Regions from separate parts of the Zea mays genome. Here region 2 is linked to region 1. A link is a contact called in public Hi-C data. All regions are on one chromosome and are shown on one strand. The core of a region is the stretch at or near the end of the contact, and the rest is flanking DNA. Distances in the headings are between cores, read along the strand shown. Region 1 holds the start of LOC100281629. Region 2 holds the start of LOC103640218 (peroxidase 57).

What was found. A called contact is a pair of places that touch in the nucleus more often than the background predicts.
Region 2: a contact with region 1 is called in a Hi-C map of ear, with 1.9 times the contacts expected there. The contact joins the promoter of LOC103640218 here to the promoter of LOC100281629 in region 1. A contact is called at or near these places in 5 of 25 Hi-C or Micro-C datasets (bundle sheath, ear, endosperm and 2 more).

The regions. Positions count from the first base shown.
Region 1 is chr9:118,636,107-118,639,514 of Zm-B73-REFERENCE-NAM-5.0, reverse strand. It overlaps LOC100281629, which reads right to left and starts at 1,893. Exons shown (of 4, transcript NM_001154548.2): 1 at 1,718-1,893; 2 at 490-555; 3 at 352-416. The coding sequence starts at 1,843. It also overlaps LOC103638906.
Region 2 is chr9:118,854,722-118,858,151 of Zm-B73-REFERENCE-NAM-5.0, reverse strand. LOC103640218 (peroxidase 57) reads left to right here and starts at 1,394. Exons shown (of 2, transcript XM_008662848.2): 1 at 1,394-1,746; 2 at 1,880-2,900. The coding sequence starts at 1,513. The coding sequence ends at 2,641.

The DNA.
Region 1 (3,408 bases), core at 644-3,143:
TACTTATGATGAATGTATCCTAGACCAATATGTTCTAGTGGGAAAGGGTCATTCGAATGTAAGCTAGAAGCTCGCTAGTTGATCTTCTTGTTTAGAAATAAATTGACGAGTCTGTCTCGCAATATTTTTTTAAAAAAAGAAAAAATTGTATATTAAGACATAACGATCATATGACACAACACTGACATAAGTGATCCTTTTCTGGAAGGCAAAGAGGAAGAAAATAAACTTCAGCCTAGTTGGTTGGAATCTGGACAGAATTGCAGCTAAAAAGCTCCATGACTAAGTTTTAGAGAACAGCTAGCAGTACTGTGAACATAATAAATAAATATGCATATAGGGGAAGCTAACCTTTGCAAACTCCTGTCCATATAAGCATCCAAGGATGATATTACTTGAGGTAGCTGGTGCAGCACCTAGAACAGGACACAGATATTAACTGCTACCTTACAACTAGTTTTGGCATCCAATGCTACACTTATTTCTTACATGCTCTGTGTTCTTTGCAAAGGATGCTTTTTCCAGCAGGTTCTTCGGTAGTTTTGCCAAATGAACCTGTGACCACAAGTACATCTATGTTGATTATCTTGGTTAACTAATAGCGTGTTTGGTTTGAGAAATGAGGTAGTCCATCATCTTCTCACTCCTCACTTGTGGAATGGAATGAGTTCATCTATCACCATTCCATTCCTCATAAGCTAATAGTTAGTAATAATATGAGGAATGAGCTCATTCCACTAAATTTGTGAAATGGACTCGTGATGCAATGGATTGATTCTTCAAACCAAACACCCCCTAGCTGACCGCTTGTACTTGTAACAACAATGTAAGATCATAACATCACAGCATGTATGTTGTGGACACAGTTTCATAAAGTTATTAATCGAAAGAAAGTATGGCACAGTTCATTGAACTGTCTGAACCTTTATTGAATTATATGAGGAAAAAATCAGAAAGAATCAGAAAGGGGTTGAGAGATAGAGGTGGGTAGAGCTGAAAATACAAAACTAAACTATAAAACGACTCATAAACTTAGTAGCACTCCTTAAATAAGTGAATTGGCATGTTGGTAATTGTAGCCTGAAGTAGAGGATCCATCTAAAGCCGTAACACCATGCTGCACAATGGACACTTCAGCGCAGCATTGTGGAAGTTGCTAGATGACAATCAAAGCGCACTGCTTAATCAATGACAGTCGAATGCCTACAGATTCTCGGTTACTTCTATCGAGCACTCAGGAGAGCGGTTACTTCTATCGAGCACTCAAGAGAGCTGCTAAATTTTATATTAAGAAAAAAAGGGGGCAATAACCCTTACATTTGGGCGCTCTTTGAGTCTTTGTATACAGCAAAACAATGACCTCGACCAAAAAAAACTACCTACTGCTCGCTCGCAGGCTCAAGGGCAAGAAGAACCCGCCAAACTCCAAAAGAATAACTTCTAGGTTATGTAGTATAGGATGAAGATAATAACATTCATGAATTGGACAATCATTTCACCTTCAAGACAAAAGTAAATCCATCCAAAATCCTAACCATACTGTCTCTAATCTAAAGAGTAAAGGGAGACATCACGAACTACCGCATAAATTAAGTCAATTTCGCACAAATTTGGAAAAGCGTTGATTCTTGTGATCAGCAAACGGCTGTAAAATCATGCTTACAATCGGAACACTCTAGACCCAAACAAGACGAGATGGGGGCAGAAGGCGGGAGACCTGAGCGGGGGAGGACTGCTCCATCAGCTGGAGGAGGTTGGAGGTGGACCGCACTGCTTGTGCTATCTGCTCGGTCACTGCCGCCTTAGCCCCTCCACCACCGCCACCGCCGGCCGTCGCAGCCATCCCCGCCACGTCGACCTGGGAGCTCGCCCTACGGCCTACGGCCTACGCCCAGTACAGAGTTGAAAATGTGTGTAAACAAATAACCAAAGGCCCAACCAACCGCAGGGCCGAATTTCCAATCGTCAAGTGGGACCCGTTCGAATTTCCGTTATGCAAAATTTCCCGACCCCTCTAGAACGACCGCCCCTGCCGAGGAGCCGACCGACGGGCGAAGCGGGAGGGAGGCGATGGCGGCGGCTTGGGGGCAGAAGGCCCTGGGGGCTCTGCCGCAGCTGGTGAAGTCGCTGCGGAGTGATCCCGTCTCCGGCAGCGCACGACACAGGCGCCTTCCGTCTCTCAGGTATACGCTGGCTCCTGCTGGACCGAGGAAATGTGACTTGTTGCTTTTCTTCTCCTCGGGTGCTTATCTGATTTGTTTGGGACGCGGATATGAGCAGGAGGACCTTCTCGTTGTACGATCAGATCAACCTCATCGACAGCGTCCCGGAAGACGAGCTCCGATTCCAGTCGTACGCAATCTCTCCTTGCATCCTTGCGCATCATTATTTCCATTTTATTATTATTTAATTAATGCCAACAGTTTTTAAGGGTGAGGTTGTGCTCCCTATTTCCTAATTTTTGTATATGATTATGCATATGCAATGCATGTAATTCTTCTTTGGATTTAAGGTGTGGACTTGATGGATTTTGGATCAGCAATCGTGTGTGTAACAGCAATCGTGTGTGTAACACATAATGTGAGACTATCTCAATAATCTCTCCATCATACATTGCTAGCCGAGATTTGTCTGAGAATGCACTAGGCCATCCTGGCTCTGATACCAATTATTGGAACCGGACCGCCAACACAAGGCGTGTCCGTCAGGTCACCCACACACACGGCGCGCCCACTCAGGCCATCCGGCCACAACACACGCGCCCGAACGCACAACAACAGACTTTAGGTCTGTTGGGCCAACACCCTCCCATAAAGCTAGCTCGTTAGAATTAAACCCTCAACCATATTAACCATGTTTGCTCTTTCACAACACATGATATGGGACTATTTCCAACAGGATCAACTTTTAGGGACTCATAATAAATTGGAACTGTTATCAATATGAGCAGTTGTAAATAACCGGCATTGACAAAAATGAATCGATACCTCTTTGGCTGAGCATAGAGGAAGAGAACACGTAAGGGCGAATATATTTTTTTTGCATTTGTTTCCTATCCCTATTTTGCTATGCAAATTTTCCGTAGTTGATGTTATATTCTCGTCTAGTCATATTTGTGACATTTATCCACAATATGTTAGAATAGGTAGGGTATACTACCTGATGGTCCTCTGATAACCGTGGCAGGGATGGAAATGGTCGAAAACGGATACTTATTCGGATATCAGCTTTTTTGGTCGGTTTTCTTTGTTTGCGAATATAATCTGCTATACAAATTTATATTCTTGTTTTTAGCATTGAGCTTATAAAGATTAATAAAAGGTAAACCTCAAGTTTACCATATATCTTCTCAAATGATAGATATAAAATTCGGATATTTATTCACCTTTTTTGTGTAGGAAGCAAATA
Region 2 (3,430 bases), core at 145-2,644, 220 kb before region 1:
CAACAACTATATTTGCAATTTATTTTTAAAACTATTATATAAAAATCCTACAAGTTGTCTTCCTGCATAGTAATATATATCATATAGGTAGCTACCATGATCTAATTTGACCTGCGATACGTGCTCTGCTAGAAAAGTTATCTGGACAACAGTTGAAGCAACCAGACATTCAGTTGCAGTTGGTGTGACCATACAAACCGGAGCTGCACATACATTCTCATGTGCTGGATCTGCTCATGACGATACAGTAATGTATGCATGCCTTTGATATACTGAAGCTACCTAACCTAGCGCCTCCACCGGTCAATCAAAGTCTCAGAGAGAGCATTGGAGCTCAAGCAAGAAGCAACAGTGCCCATGTGCCGCGGAGTCGCCAAGTCAAACGGCCACCGACCCCCAAAAAGAAATTAACCTCACCAATCAACGTGGGGGTACAGTACAACAGAAGATTGAGATGGGCTGGACCGGAGAGGTATTGGTATCTTCATGTTAAGAATGACAAGAGTTTTTCGCTTGTGTGTTCCCGAATGGCCCACAAGACCGTGCGTGGGCCATCCTAACGCAGGAGTCCGCCAGCCTGAAAGAGGCCCAAGTATGTTAAAGCGTCGGCCCTTATTTTTGTCAGGTGAGAAGAGAGCAGGAGCAGAGCCCAAGAAAAAGAATCGAAGACTCTTGTCAGACTAATATAAATCAGTGCATCATCAATCAATCAAAGATGACCACTAAACAAACGCTGTTCAACAGCTGAGCAGACCTGTGCTTAGTTATCCGTATCCCTATTGAATGGTTTAGATTTTGTTGCATTGAACTGTGTGTATATATATAATAAGTAACTAGTGACATTTTCGCCCTCATCCCTTCCATATAAGTAGAACAAAGTCTTGAGTTTTGACCAAACTGCAAACTATTGCTCATCAACTTCATATTATATTCCCAGTTGCTGTGTTCAAGACTTTTCAATGCACAAGTAGAACACCTTTTTTTCGATTATTAGGATGATGAACGAATGCACAATAAATAAAGTGTTGAGAAAACGGCTCTGAAGAGTAGTAATGCTGCACAACGATGGTCGGCATCCATGGCCTGTTCCGCTGTTCGTGTGATGAGTGGGTTAGTGCAAGCCCACTATTGCAGGATCTATGCACCACATATACTGAGTCAATTAACATCAAGGTGTGCGGCCAAATAAAAAACCATGAGCCTGAATTCCAGCCGGATCAATAATACAACAAAACTCAGAGGCACCTTCCAGGCACAGCTAGCACGGTCATTTTATTTAATGATGACGACAGAAATGGGGCTTGTCAGCGCCGTCGTACGTGATCTCCACGACCATGAAACACAGCAGTAAACAACTAAACCCGCATCACTATTTCTGTTGCATTGTATCATTCTCCCGGACCCAGAGGCATCCTATTTCTGTCGCAGCATTTCCCTCTCACCATACCATAATTCTCTGACGAGGATCACAAATACGTACAAACCAAGCTAACCAGGCAGTCAGAAATCGGTATGGCTTCAGCAGCGCGCAATGGTGCGGCCGCGGCGGCGCTCATGGTGGCCGTCTCCGTCCTGGCACTGGCCGCCGCCGGCAGCGCGCAGCTGCAGTACGGGTTCTACAAGGGCAAGTGCAACGGCACCGACGTGGAGGCGCTGGTGCAGAGTATCGTCAGGGCCCGCTTTGCGCGCGAGAACCCCATCGTCGCCTACCTCCTCCGCATGCAGTTCCACGAGTGCGCCGTCAATGTACGTGTACAACGTGTCTAGCTAGGCAGCTAGCTAGCCCACGCGCCGACGCGCGCGCGCGTGTGTTCCGCTGGTTCGTTAACGAGATGACACACGACACTACGGTATATGTATAATAGCAATATAATTGCAGGGCTGTGACGGTGGTTTGCTGATCGACGGCCCCGGCACCGAGAAGACGGCGCCGCCGAACCTCAGCGTCAAGGGCTACGACGTCATCGCGGCCGTCAAGGCGGAGCTGGAGCGGAAGTGTCCCGGCGTCGTGTCCTGCTCCGACATCCAGATCCTCGCCACCCGGGACGCCGTGGCGCTGGCCGGCGGGGCCGCGTACGCGGTGCGCACGGGGCGGAGGGACCGCCGCCGGTCGCTGGCCCCCGACGTCAGGCTCCCGGCGCCCGAGTTCACCGCGGCGCAGATGGTGGCGTACTTCGGCGGGCTGGGCCTGAGCGCGTTCGACGCGGTGCTGCTGCTGGGCGCGCACACCGTGGGCGCCACGCGCTGCAGCGCGATCAAGGGCAGCCGGCTGTACCGGTACGGCGGCAGGGCCGGCGCCACGGACCCCGGCATGGACCCGGGCTACGCGTTCGTGTACAAGAACTACGTGTGCCCCAACGTGCCCTCGTCGGACAACAACGCCGTGTTCCTGGACGACCAGTGGAGCGCGCTCAAGCTGGACAACCACTACTACAGGAACCTGCAGCAGCGCCGCGGCGTGCTCGCCTGCGACCAGAACCTGTACAGCGACGGGTCCACGCGCTGGATCGTGGACCTGCTCGCCAAAGACAGCGGCCTCTTCACCTCGCTCTTCCCCAAGGCGCTCGTCAAGCTCAGCGAGGTCAACGTGGTCACCGGCACGCAGGGGGAGATCCGAAAGGTCTGCAACAGATTCAACTGAGGATCCGCCATCATATTGATCTTCACCCTCTTTGGTCTTCTTCGTCATTCCTGCTTACTTTTCTATGGAGTACATGGTTTGATCGTCTGATACTGTTGCCCTTCTCCTTCCCATTTGCTTCATTTCCGCGTCAAGTTTGATTCATTCTTTTTGTAACATGATGTTGGATTTAATTTGTAATAACAAACATGATGGGTTAACGTACCCCGTGTATGGTAAATCTCAGGAATTCAAGTGAAACTTTTAGCTTTTGACTCAATCCATCGTGGAAGTGGCAAACATTATGTTCCCGGTGTGTACATTTTAGCTTATGACATAGCTCCTTCTACATTATCCTGTGTATATTTTATATTTTAGAAGAGATTTTAGTGGGACTCCATGGCCTCGGAAGCGGTAGGGGGCTCGAGCCCTGCTCGTCCCACCGCTACTTCCGCCATTGACTATGATAACTGATGTGCAAGTCCTCATATGATTGTTGGTGGCTTGGATTAGATCGACCCGTTTATATATATTTTTAACAAGCCAAACTAGTACTAGCTCGATTCACTAACAAGCCAAACGAGTCAAGCTATCATCCTAGACGCAAACGTATGGGCATGATTCAGTCGCCCAGGTCACCAGCCTATTTTCCATAAGACCACAACACCAAGCGCCCCAATTAACACCAAGCCCTACACCTATGACCTATTCATCTCCCATTCTCCCTCATGCCGCGCCACAGAAGTGCACTACTGTGGAGGTAGGATTCTTATGGCTCTTTGAGTTCTTTAAAGCAAGCAATAATTTAGG